Regions from separate parts of the Ovis aries genome. Here regions 1 and 3 are each linked to region 2. A link is a contact called in public Hi-C data. All regions are on one chromosome and are shown on one strand. The core of a region is the stretch at or near the end of the contact, and the rest is flanking DNA. Distances in the headings are between cores, read along the strand shown. Region 1 holds the start of LOC132657854 (apolipoprotein A-I-like). Region 2 holds the start of SIK3 (SIK family kinase 3). Region 3 holds the start of ZPR1 (ZPR1 zinc finger).

Region 1 (3,541 bases), core at 18-2,517, 280 kb after region 2:
CATGGACCGCAGCACGCCAGGCCTCCATGTCCATCACCAACTCCTGGAGTTTACTCAAAGTCATGTCCATTGAGTCGGTGATGCCATCCAGCCATCTCATCCTCTATCATCCCCTTCTCCTCCCACCTTCAACCATTCCCAGAATCAGGGTCTTTTCAAATGAGGGGGCACAGGGGCCTCTCATTCTCTGCCACACCCTAGAAGTAACCTGTTCACAGACTGATACACAGCATGCTCCCCGGGACTTCCTCAGCTGTCCAGTGGTCAAGACTCTGCACTTTCACTCCAGGGAGCACAGGTCCCATCTCTGGTTGTGGAACTAAGATCCTGCATGCTGGACAATGTGTCCAAAACGCAAACAAAAAAACCCCATGATCCCAACCAAGGAGGTCAAACTCAACTGAGAGTCCTTGGTGACTCACTGCCCTCTTCGCCTTTGGCCCGGTTTTGGGGAAGGTGTGGGGCCAGAGGTGAGCACCTACTTTGCACCCAGCCCATGCTAGACTGTGCCTGATTTGGGAGTGTTGCAAGGCGGTGAAATTTTCAGGGGCAAAACATGGCCCATGCTTGATGAGCGCTGACTGTGGGCCAGGTATGGCTCCCAGCATTACTCAGCTTACCTTCCTGACGCGGTAGTCAAGAGGCATGCACTAGTTTATCCCCTACTGAGGCACACACGGGGCTCAGAGAGGTTAAGAAACTTGCCCAAGGTCACACAGTCAGTATGTATGGAGCCCACACACAAACCCAAGGAGTCTGATCCCAGCATTGGAAGCCTTAATAACTACCGCGAGATGGTAGGGGCAGACCAGTGCTGTCTGGTTGCTATTTTCTGCAATGCACTCCTCCCCTTCCTATTCTTAACTCCCTTCTCAGCTCCAGCCAGCAACAGAGATGGCTGTCTTCAGAGAGGAGAATGGGCTGGAAGAGTAGAGACTAGGTCCTTAAAAGGCCCACCTTTGGGGACAGACAGGATCAGGCACCAAAACCAGCTTCAGCTCTATCTCCTTCTAATTCCTGCATCCATCTGGTCAATGGGATGCAGTGGGGAGTGGGGGGCAGACCGTGGATGGGAGACGCTAGGCTAAGGATCTGTCCCCAGCTACCCCACATTCAGGCACAGGTGTGCCCAGGTCTCACACGGGGCAAGCACGGGCGCTGGGCTGCAGCTCTGGGGGTAGCCAGGGGGCCCAGGAGGTTTAGCCTGAGCCCTCCTCTCTCTCCCCTTTCAGCCTGAAACTCCTGGACAACTGGGACACCCTGGCCAGCACGTTGTCCAAAGTGCGTGAACAGCTGGGCCCGGTGACAACCTGGAGAAGGAGACAGCGTCGCTGAGGCAGGAGATGCACAAGGACCTGGAGGAGGTGAGGCAGAAGGTGCAGCCCTACCTGGACGAGTTCCAGAAGAAGTGGCACGAGGAGGTGGAGATCTACCGCCAGAAGGTGGCGCCGCTGGGCGAGGAGTTTCGCGAGGGCGCGCGCCAGAAGGTGCAGGAGCTGCAGGACAAGCTGAGCCCGCTGGCCCAGGAGCTCCGCGACCGCGCGCGCGCGCACGTGGAGACGCTGCGGCAGCAGCTGGCGCCCTACAGCGACGACCTGCGCCAGCGGCTGACCGCGCGCCTGGAGGCGCTCAAGGAGGGCGGCGGCAGCCTGGCGGAGTACCACGCCAAGGCCACCGAGCAGCTGAAGGCGCTGGGCGAGAAGGCCAAGCCGGCGCTGGAGGACCTCCGCCAGGAAGGTTCAAACAGGAAGGAAAGAGAGGACCAGGCAAAGTGACGGATGATCCAATGCAGGTGCCCTGAAAGAGCTTCAACCAGGAAGTACTGGCTTTGCTGGGAGCAGTGGGCTCCCTGTCCCCAGCGTTTCCCTAGGGCAGAGGACATAGCTCCCCAGCCCTCTTTCTCAAGGGCAGCTGAGGTTGAAGGGACTTCAGCGTGCCTGTGGACTTGAAGGATTAGGGCAGGTTCAAATGAAGGGCTTGGTGCTTGCTCCTTCCTCCCTTACTAATTCAAAATACACTTTACAAAACTCATACCTTTTCCTTTTTCACCAAGGCCTCTTGCCACTATTCACCCTCCCTGTCTGCTCAGGAAAAGCTGCAGTTTCCTTAGGCCCTGCCGTGCCAGCCCCATCCTTGGGGCTACAGACCTGTCAGGCCCGTTGTTTCTGACCTGAGTCAGGAAAACAATCACCATCTCTTGCAGTAACTAGCATATTCCAGTCTCCAAGAAGCTTTTCTATGCATCGTTTCACTGCATCCTTTCCCAGATCCTAGGTAGATTAAATGGATGGGAAACAGATGGGGAAACCATGGAAACAGTGTCAGACTTTGTTTTTTGGGGCTCCAAAATCACTGCAGATGGTGACGGCAGCCATGAAATTAAAAGACGCATACTCCTTGGAAGACAAGTTATGACCAACCTAGACAGCATATTTAAAAGCAGAGACATTGCTTTGCCAACAAAGGTCCATCTAGTCAAGGCTATGGTTTTTCCTGTGGTCATGTACGGATGTGAGAGTTGGACTGTGAAGAAAGCTGAGCGCTGAATAACTGATGCTTTTGAACTGTGGTGTTGGAGAAGACTCTTGAGAGTCCCTTGGACTGCAAGGAGATCCAACCAGTCCATTCTGAAGGAGATCAGCTCTGGGATTTCTTTGAAGGGAATGATGCTGAAGCTGAAACTCCAGTACTTTGGCCACCTCATGCAAAGAGTTGACTCATTGGAAAAGACTCTGATGCTGGGAGGGATTGGGGGCAGGAAGAGAAGAGGACGACAGAGGATGAGATGGCTGGATGGCATCACTGACTTGATGGACGTGAGTCTGAGTGAACTCCGGGAGTTGGTGATGGACAGGGAGGCCTGGCATGCTGCGATTCATGCGGTTGCGAAGAGTCGGACATGACTGAGTGACTGAACTGAACTGAACTGAACTGATGGATGCAGAAGTTAGAGCTTGGAAACGTGGGGTCATTTCCAAGATTGAACAGCAGGACGGGCTAGGTTGCCCTTTCTAGACCTATGTACTCCTGAGCATCTGTGATTATGTTTCTTTAAAAAAGTTGCTATCCATTCTAGTTTGTATGGACTTGAGTGTTCCCAGCAAGCCCCTCTTCACACTCAGGTATACACCACCACCCCCTGACCCCGCCCACCATGTGCATGTTTGTGGCTAAACAACAGAAGGAGTAACTACGCCTTTCTCTGTGTCAGCTGAGCAGAATATGGCAGCTCACTTGGGCTTGAGGTCAAGCTCTGCTGTTTGCTGACTCAGTGACACTGGGCAAGTGCCTTCACACTTGGGAGCCTCAGTCTTATCACTGGAAGAGCAGGGAGGGGAGCTGCTCAGGTAGTCTGTGGTTCTGGAACTCTCCTACATGAACATCTGATGGGTGGTGGGGTATCTTACTTTAACCACCACCCCCTTTGGCCTCCTTCCCCCAAGTGCGGTTGGGGGAGGTGGGGGCAAGAAGCCCAGGCAGTGCACGTCCACCCCAGGATTTTGATGAAGACACACAGTCTCAACTCTGATAATGATGTAAA
Region 2 (3,613 bases), core at 117-2,616:
ACGCCAGTATGTGTGCAAGCTCGGCTGTGTCCGACTTTTTGTGATCCTTTGAATATAGCCCACCAAGCTCCTCTGTCCACAGGATTTCCCAGGCAAGAATACTGAAATAGGTTGCCATTTCCTTCTCCAGGGGATCTTCCCTATCCAAGGATCGAACCATATCTCCCAAGTCTCCTGCTTTGCAGGCAGATTCTTTACCCCTGAACCACTGAGGAAGCCCTTGCCTGCCCAGAACATCTTGTTATTGATAGCCAAGTAGCCTACCTCTCCCCAGCCTTACCTGAAGCTGCTAAAGCCAATCTACTTAATAGAGGGAGGAGAGAAAGGAGGGGGGAGCTGGTGAGGGCTCCGGAGGATGCAGAAAAGCAGATAACAGAGAAGAGAAAAGGGATGTGAGATTTATTGTTGGAATTTGATTTGATCACCTTTAATGTCCTTGGAGAGTCGCTGGTAGGGGTGGAATTTTTATTTTATTATTTACTTATTTATTTTGCCCAACAGACCGATCGTCCTTAACCATGAGGTGACTCACTGGACAATGCGCACATTGCTTCACCAGGGTTTTACAAGTGACAGAAATAGGATGCAGGCACTTTTTGACAATGATCTAGCTATAGAATTGTTCAGAGAAGGGGTGGGAGGAAGGAAAATGACGTCCCTGCTCTGGCCCTCACCCACCCAATGACTGAAATGCGTGTTTGGGCTGGTTTCTCCGCCCTTGGACACGCAAATCTTACTTTCCCTATTTTCTACATTCGGTGACAATTAGATTGGTTGTACCAGGTTGTAAGAGGAAGGAATTTTACTGAAGAATTCCCTTGCCTCGCTACCGACTTGGTTACAGTAGCTTCAGTAGTGTAGCTGTTCCTGCCTTTGGGGCCTCAAGGGCTAAAGTGGGACAGTGCTAATATTTTTGATGAGGAGGAAATACTTTGCTTTAAAGGAGGCTGGGTGACTGCCGAACTGGGACAGAGGTCACAGTAGGGGGTGACATTAGCAGTTCCTGGGAGGATCGAGGGCAGGTTTTGGGTCAGGCACAAGCACCCCCCGACTTGGGCAACGCTGCAATGGCTTGGAACTGGCTGGCACACTTGCGGTACCCACTGTCTCCTCCCCGGAGGGGGGCACCCGGGAGCCGGCGCGGGAGGAACCCGGCCCACGCGGGAAGGTCGAGCTAGCCGGTGAGGTCATGGTTGCTATGGCTCCGGGCAGTGACGCGCGTCGGCACGTGACGACAGGTTGCCATGGCTCCCGGCCCCGGCGGCGCGGGCGCTCCGCCTCCTGGAGTGACGTCCGCCGCCCCCCCACCTCTTTTCCCGCCCCCCCCCGCCCCCTCTCCCCCCCCGGCCGGCTCCCCGCGGCCCCGGAGGTTTCACTGCACAACAAGATGGCGGCGGCGGCGGCGAGCGGAGCTGGCGGGGCTGCCGGGGCCGGAGCGGGGGGAGCCGGGCCGGCCGGCCGCCTGCTGCCTCCGCCCGCCCCGGGACCCCCGGCCGCCCCCGCTGCTGTCCCCCCGGCGGCTGGCCCGCCGCGTCCCCCAGCCCCGGCCTCCCGCGGGCCGGTGCCTGCCCGCATCGGCTACTACGAGATCGACCGCACCATCGGCAAGGGCAACTTCGCGGTGGTCAAGCGGGCCACGCACCTCGTCACTAAGGCCAAGGTAGTGGCGCGGCGGGACCGGGGGGCGGCGGGGCTGCGCGGCCCGGGACCGTCCGAGTGTGGCGGGGGAAAGGGAGCCCCGCGACACCGAGGTGGAGGGGTCGGCGCCGCGAGCGGGGCTCGGGAGTGCGTTGGGGACCGGGGAAGCGGGTAGGGGGTTATCGGGCAAGAGTGAGGAGAGGGAGAGCAGGAGGCGGGGGGCACCGGGGGGCCCGGGAGAGGGTAACTGCACAGCGGAGGAGGCGCAGAGCAGCCACCGAGCGCCGGGACCTGGGGAACTAGGGAGCCGGGGATGGGCGGGGGGCTCCCCGGGCTGTGCGGAGGGTCGTAGCAGGGGTGATGAGAAAGAAGACATTTGGAACTCTCCCGGAGCCAGGAGACAGTAAGCTAAAAAGCCTTCGAAACCAGAAATTAGGAAATCCTGCGGGAATGAGGGCAGGGGGATAGGAAACGTGGACCAGGAGGATGGGGGAAACAAGGGTGAAACTGACACAGGTGGGCTTTTGAGGGGAAGAAGGATGGCTGGGGTCTTGAGAGGGGGTACAAGGTACTGCGAGGTATGAGGGACCTGGTACCTTATGACAGCAGCACCAGTCAGCATTTGGTCTCCCAAGACTTCTAAATGGTGGGAATGAGAGACAGAGGACAGACAAGATTATTGGAGGAGGCGATGAAAAAAATGGGGAAATTAAGGAGGAAAAAAATTACTTTGCTTTTCCACAGGAAAGGCGTCAGGGAACAGAGACCCAGGGGTACCCCTGCTTTGTGTTGGCCCTAGGTAATCAGGGGTTAAACAATTTGGGAGAGCTGGATTGCTGGTTATATTTAGTTGTTGGAGGGTCCAGAACCATACAGTTTACAGAACCCAGGGTGGGCTGTCATTGGTGAGGAGGGGGCCTGGAGACTGGGGAGGTGTGTGAAGAATCTGGACACTCATTGGGCCCTTTGGTTCCCAAGGGATTTGTGGAGCAGTGGTGGTGAAATTGGCAAGGTCAATTAGGAAGCCATATCGTACACGTTTAAAATTTTACCTACAAAATTCGTTTTTGGAGGAAATACGGTTAGTTCTTTCCTGTGGCCTTCTTCATTGGGAGTCTTGACATCGAAGACACCAGGAGGAACTGCTTGGTTTGGATAGGACTCCCAGAACCCATTTATACTTCAGATTTCTTTCTTTGCTCCATCTCTCACTTGAATGAACACTTTCGGTGAAGTCATTCATTATATTTAAAACTGCAATTTGTGTTTCCCTCAGCTCGATGAAGAACCCTTACAGCTGCTGCTGCTTCCTACCAAAGCCACATCAATTCCCCTCACCTCCTCAGCCCAGTCTTTGGTCCTTGTTTTCGCTTGTATGGCAATCTCTTATTTTCAGAAGGCAGTGACTTATCTCTGCCTTCTCTCCCTCTCACTACCCGAAGTTCCTTTTTCCCTCTTTTCTGTCAGACTCTAAAGGGCCCTTCTTACCAGGGTTGTGGGGTGGGTGGGTGGCTGTGGAAAATTGATTGGTCAGTTTCACTTCCTCTTGGGGGGGCCCCCTTCAGCCTTTTTTTTTTTTTCTCCAGTTTTTATCAGAGGGCCTCAAGTCTGCAGGTCTGAGCTGAATGAGATACCAGAGTCCAAGGTTTCCTGATGATACCCTCAGACCCTGACACGGAGTAGGCTGAACTAAGACTCTGGTGCATCCCTGTCCCTCCGAGTGTTTCCTATTGTGTTTACAGTTAGCCCAGACAAATTTATGTTTACAAACAGCTCTAATTGTTCCAGCCTCATTCCTTGTTTTGGTATTTCCCTTTCCACACCCTCCCCCTCCCACCTAAGTAATCACTTGGGCTTCTGTGATTATTTTGCTCTGACCTCTGGGGGATGGACTCTGTGAACTTAATTGGCTGCCTGGTTTATGGTATCTATGATTTAAAGAATTCTGTATCGCCCAGCCCTTGGATACACCAAA
Region 3 (3,717 bases), core at 492-2,991, 340 kb after region 2:
TGTGGGTTGTGATGGGAGGGAGGTGAGCGTAGCCTGGATTTCCTGATATAACACTACATCTAAACAGTCCACCGAGCCCTCCAAACTATGGGGGCTTCTTAAACTCTGCGGAGCCTACTGTGTGCCCTCCCCATCTCTGGCCCCTCCCTCCTGACTTCCAGGTGGAAGTCTAGACTTCTGACACAAGTGAAATAGATGCTTATTATGATGGAAGCTTATTTGCCTGGTGTGACTCTCATTTGGACTATGTCTGAAAGCAGTGGCCTCACCATTATCACCAAAGCTCCCCATCACCCCCTCCGGTCCCTCGCTACTCTTTCTCACTGACCCCCTCCCAGTCCAGTTCTGCTGGAGGGCTGCTGCTCTGCCTGGGCTGACAGGTGTTTGTGCCTGGGCTAGAGACCCTTTGGGCTTCCTAGGTGACGCTAGTGGTAAAGAACCTGCCTGTCAATGCAGAAGACTCGAGAGATGTGGGTTCGATTCCTGGGTCAGGAAGGTCCCCTGGAGAAGGAAACGGCAACCCGCTCCAGTATTCTTGCCTGGGAAATCCCATGGACAGAGGAACCTGGCGGGCTACAGTCCTTGGGGTCACAGAGAGTCGGAGGCAACTGAGCACACTAGAGACCCTTCCTTTGTACATGCACGGTGTACCCATCCGCTTATCGCAGGACAGTCTGCATAAGATACAGGCTCCTGTGGCGGCCTGTCTTTGTTGTCTCTGCTGTTCCATATCCTGAATGGCCTCTTTTTTGACAAGGGCTCTTTTTATGACTGACAATCTTCTCAACTGACAACCCTCAAAATCTTACATCCCCTCACCTCCACCATTCCCTATGTACAGATTCACCACTCGGTAGCAACCCAGCTCCTTATAGCTCCCTGGGAAATCAAGGGAGGGTGAAGTGGAAGGAAGAGGAGAGGGTAAGCACACCCAGTCCTGTACACTTGGGACGTCCTGGGCAGCATTCTTCCAGCTCAGCCTGCCTGGCACAGGGTTCTCACCGCCACACTCCCTCACAGCATGAACCGCACCTCAGTCTGGCCTCATAAGCCTGCAGATTGGACCTCTCCCATGACACCCTCGATTTAGCAGCTGAATTGGGGGAAACGTGTCCAGGGAAAGTTTACCCCCAAAAGGAACCAGGCTGTTAGGAAACCAGGAGGGGTGAGTCAGCTGAGGTCCAATGTGGTGGGGATGACCGGGCAGGAGTAAAGGTGGGTGAAGGCTGTGTATTTGAGGCTGGAATTTGGGCAGGGGTTTACCTGGATAGAAATAGGGAGGGAGAGGAACAGATAGGGAGAGAATGATAAAGGGACTAAGGAAGGGTAATTTAGAGCTGATGCAGCATGTGGCCCAAAGGTGGATCCAAGCAAATCCAGGTCGGAGTGCACCTCCTCGGGGATACCTATGGATGGCCAGGTCTCTTGTGGTCAAGGCTCTTGTAGTTAGACTTGGGGACCAACAGTTAGAACCTTGTGCTACGGAGCTATTGCAAACGATCAATAAAACTGCCCTGGGTCTGAGAGGTCGCCCTGGGGGCAGTGACGCCGGAATTGAGGTGGAGGCAAAGCCTGGAACCGGCAGGCTTCGTAAGTCAGGACCGGATGTCACCGAGAAGAGTCTGCGGCCTCTTTAAGAAGAGGCGGGGGCGGGAGGATGTGGGCAGAGCTGGCGGAAGTGCCGGCGGAAGGGGTGGGGCCAAGAGGGAGGCAAAAGCCGGAAGTTGAGGCCTGATCTTCGCGTGGTGATGTCGGCCGGTGGAGCTGTGGAGCCTGGGCTCCCGGCGGCGGCTGCCGCTCCCTCGCCCGCCCCGGCTCGGGATCCCGAGCCCGGGCACTTGTTCCGGCCTATCAGTGCTGAGGACGAGGAGCAGCAGCCCACTGAGATCGAGTCGCTGTGCATGAACTGCTACCGCAATGTGAGACGGGCGTGCGGCCGCGGGCGGCTGGAGGGTTGGGCAGAGGCGGGGAGGAGCGGGGGTCGGCGATCCTGCCAGGCTAGCCCAACTGGGGGCCTGGAGGCGAGGCACGCTTGGGGCTCAGTAGATGGGAGGTTGGGAGTTTCCTTGGTACTCTCCTTCACTGTTTTCTGCTTCCTCAGGGCATGACGCGCCTCCTGCTCACCAAGATCCCCTTCTTCAGAGAAATAATCGTGAGCTCCTTTTCCTGCGAGCACTGTGGCTGGAACAACACGGAGATCCAGTCGGCGGGCAGGATCCAGGACCAGGGAGTGCGCTACACTCTGACTGTTAGGGCTCAGGAGGTGAGAGGGGCCAAGGGCAGTTACCCTGGTGTCCTAGGGAAAGCTTGGGGACTGGAGTGGGAGCTTCGGTCCAGGTGGTCAGACCTCAAATAAATCCACTGAAGTGTCTGTCCAAGCCTCAGTTTCCTCCTTTGTAAAATGGCGTTGGTGCCATCATCTGCTCAGGTGCGGTAAGACTGGTGAACATGCTTTGTAAGGTATCAAATGAAGCGTAGTATCAGAAGGTATCAAATGAGCAGTAGTTTTATGAGTAGTACTCTAACCAGTTGGGTAGCTGGTTCACATCAAGGTGCTGTTCCGCAGGAGCAGTCTGGACTGCCCCCAGCAGGGAGAAGAAAGAAAACAGCTGGGCTGGGGGCTCCTGTATTGTTGACTTCTGTGGACTGAAGGGTTTTTGTTCTACCCAGGACATGGACAGAGAAGTAGTGAAGACTGACTCTGCCACCACAAGGATACCAGAGCTGGATTTTGAAATTCCTGCCTTCAGCCAGAAAGGAGGTATATTTAAGATCAGAGTGTTTGTGCTGTTCATGCACTGTTCATGAATCTTACTGTCTTGCAAAACTCTTGGTGCCAGGTGTAGTGGCTTATGTATGGATTTGGCCACATCCTTGTGATCTTCATTGGTTTAACCTAAGAGAGCTTAGGTAAAGTAGCGTAAGGTAGTATATAGTGATAGTAACACTGTGACGTACTTATTACAGAATTGTCTGTAATAATCACTGTTAACCAGAGGTGAATGAAGTCAAGGCCCAGACAGTTCAGCGAACTGCGCAGGGTCATACCGGCACTTGATGGCAAAGCGAAGCCTGACCTCAGCTTCTTTTGTTCTTACTCACCAGCTCTGACTACTGTTGAAGGGTTGATTAGCCGCGCCATCTCTGGCCTGGAGCAGGATCAGCCCACTCGAAGGGTGAGCTGGGGTTTTCTCATTGCAGCAGCTCAGGGAATAATTTCTTCTGTATACTTGTTCACCTTCCCATGTGGCTGAACTGTCTCTGACTGAATGTTGGAGAACTTTGAGGGGAAGTGAATGGTGACGCTATAGCTGCCTGGATGTTACATGTGTTGTACCACTGTCCTTTCTAGCTCCCCTCCTCCACTGTACATTGAGGCCTCTTCTCAGACACTGTACCCTTATCTCTGAAGAGCCTTCCCTAACACCCTTGGGTTTATCTGTGCTTCCTGAGTGCTCCATTGTGTCTTATATTTATTATGACATCTTATATATACAAATATTTATGTGAAATAATATAATTAAAAATTTAGTCATCTGTCTTCTTAAGTGGACAGATAAGTCTCTGGTTTTCTTAAACAGAGCCCCATGAAAGGGTTCTTGTTTATTTTCTGTTGTCTGTTACCTGGCACAAATGCCTGGACTAAATAGTTGAATGAGTGAGAAAAGGAGACTTGTCTGGCACCACCCATAAACTTCAAACTTATTTGCTACTTTT

Evidence for each region. Hi-C and Micro-C count contacts between places; a contact is called where the count stands out from the background.
Region 1: a contact with region 2 is called in a Hi-C map of liver, with 4 times the contacts expected there. The contact joins the promoter of LOC132657854 here to the promoter of SIK3 in region 2. A contact is called at or near these places in 2 of 16 Hi-C or Micro-C datasets (liver and tail adipose tissue).
Region 3: a contact with region 2 is called in a Hi-C map of liver, with 4 times the contacts expected there. The contact joins the promoter of ZPR1 here to the promoter of SIK3 in region 2. A contact is called at or near these places in 8 of 16 Hi-C or Micro-C datasets (blood, hypothalamus, liver and 4 more).

What each region holds. Positions count from the first base shown.
Region 1 is chr15:27,224,506-27,228,046 of ARS-UI_Ramb_v3.0, reverse strand. LOC132657854 (apolipoprotein A-I-like) reads left to right here and starts at 1,267. Exons shown (of 1, transcript XM_060399710.1): 1 at 1,267-3,541. The coding sequence starts at 1,344. The coding sequence ends at 1,775. All of the region lies in intron 3 of APOC3 (apolipoprotein C3), which reads right to left.
Region 2 is chr15:27,508,311-27,511,923 of ARS-UI_Ramb_v3.0, reverse strand. It overlaps SIK3 (SIK family kinase 3), which reads left to right and starts at 1,366. Exons shown (of 23, transcript XM_060399705.1): 1 at 1,366-1,660. The coding sequence starts at 1,388.
Region 3 is chr15:27,173,143-27,176,859 of ARS-UI_Ramb_v3.0, reverse strand. ZPR1 (ZPR1 zinc finger) reads left to right here and starts at 1,741. Exons shown (of 13, transcript XM_042232951.2): 1 at 1,741-1,919; 2 at 2,102-2,263; 3 at 2,671-2,761; 4 at 3,106-3,176. The coding sequence starts at 1,749. It overlaps APOA5 (apolipoprotein A5), which reads left to right. Exons shown (of 4, transcript XM_060399707.1): 4 at 1-218.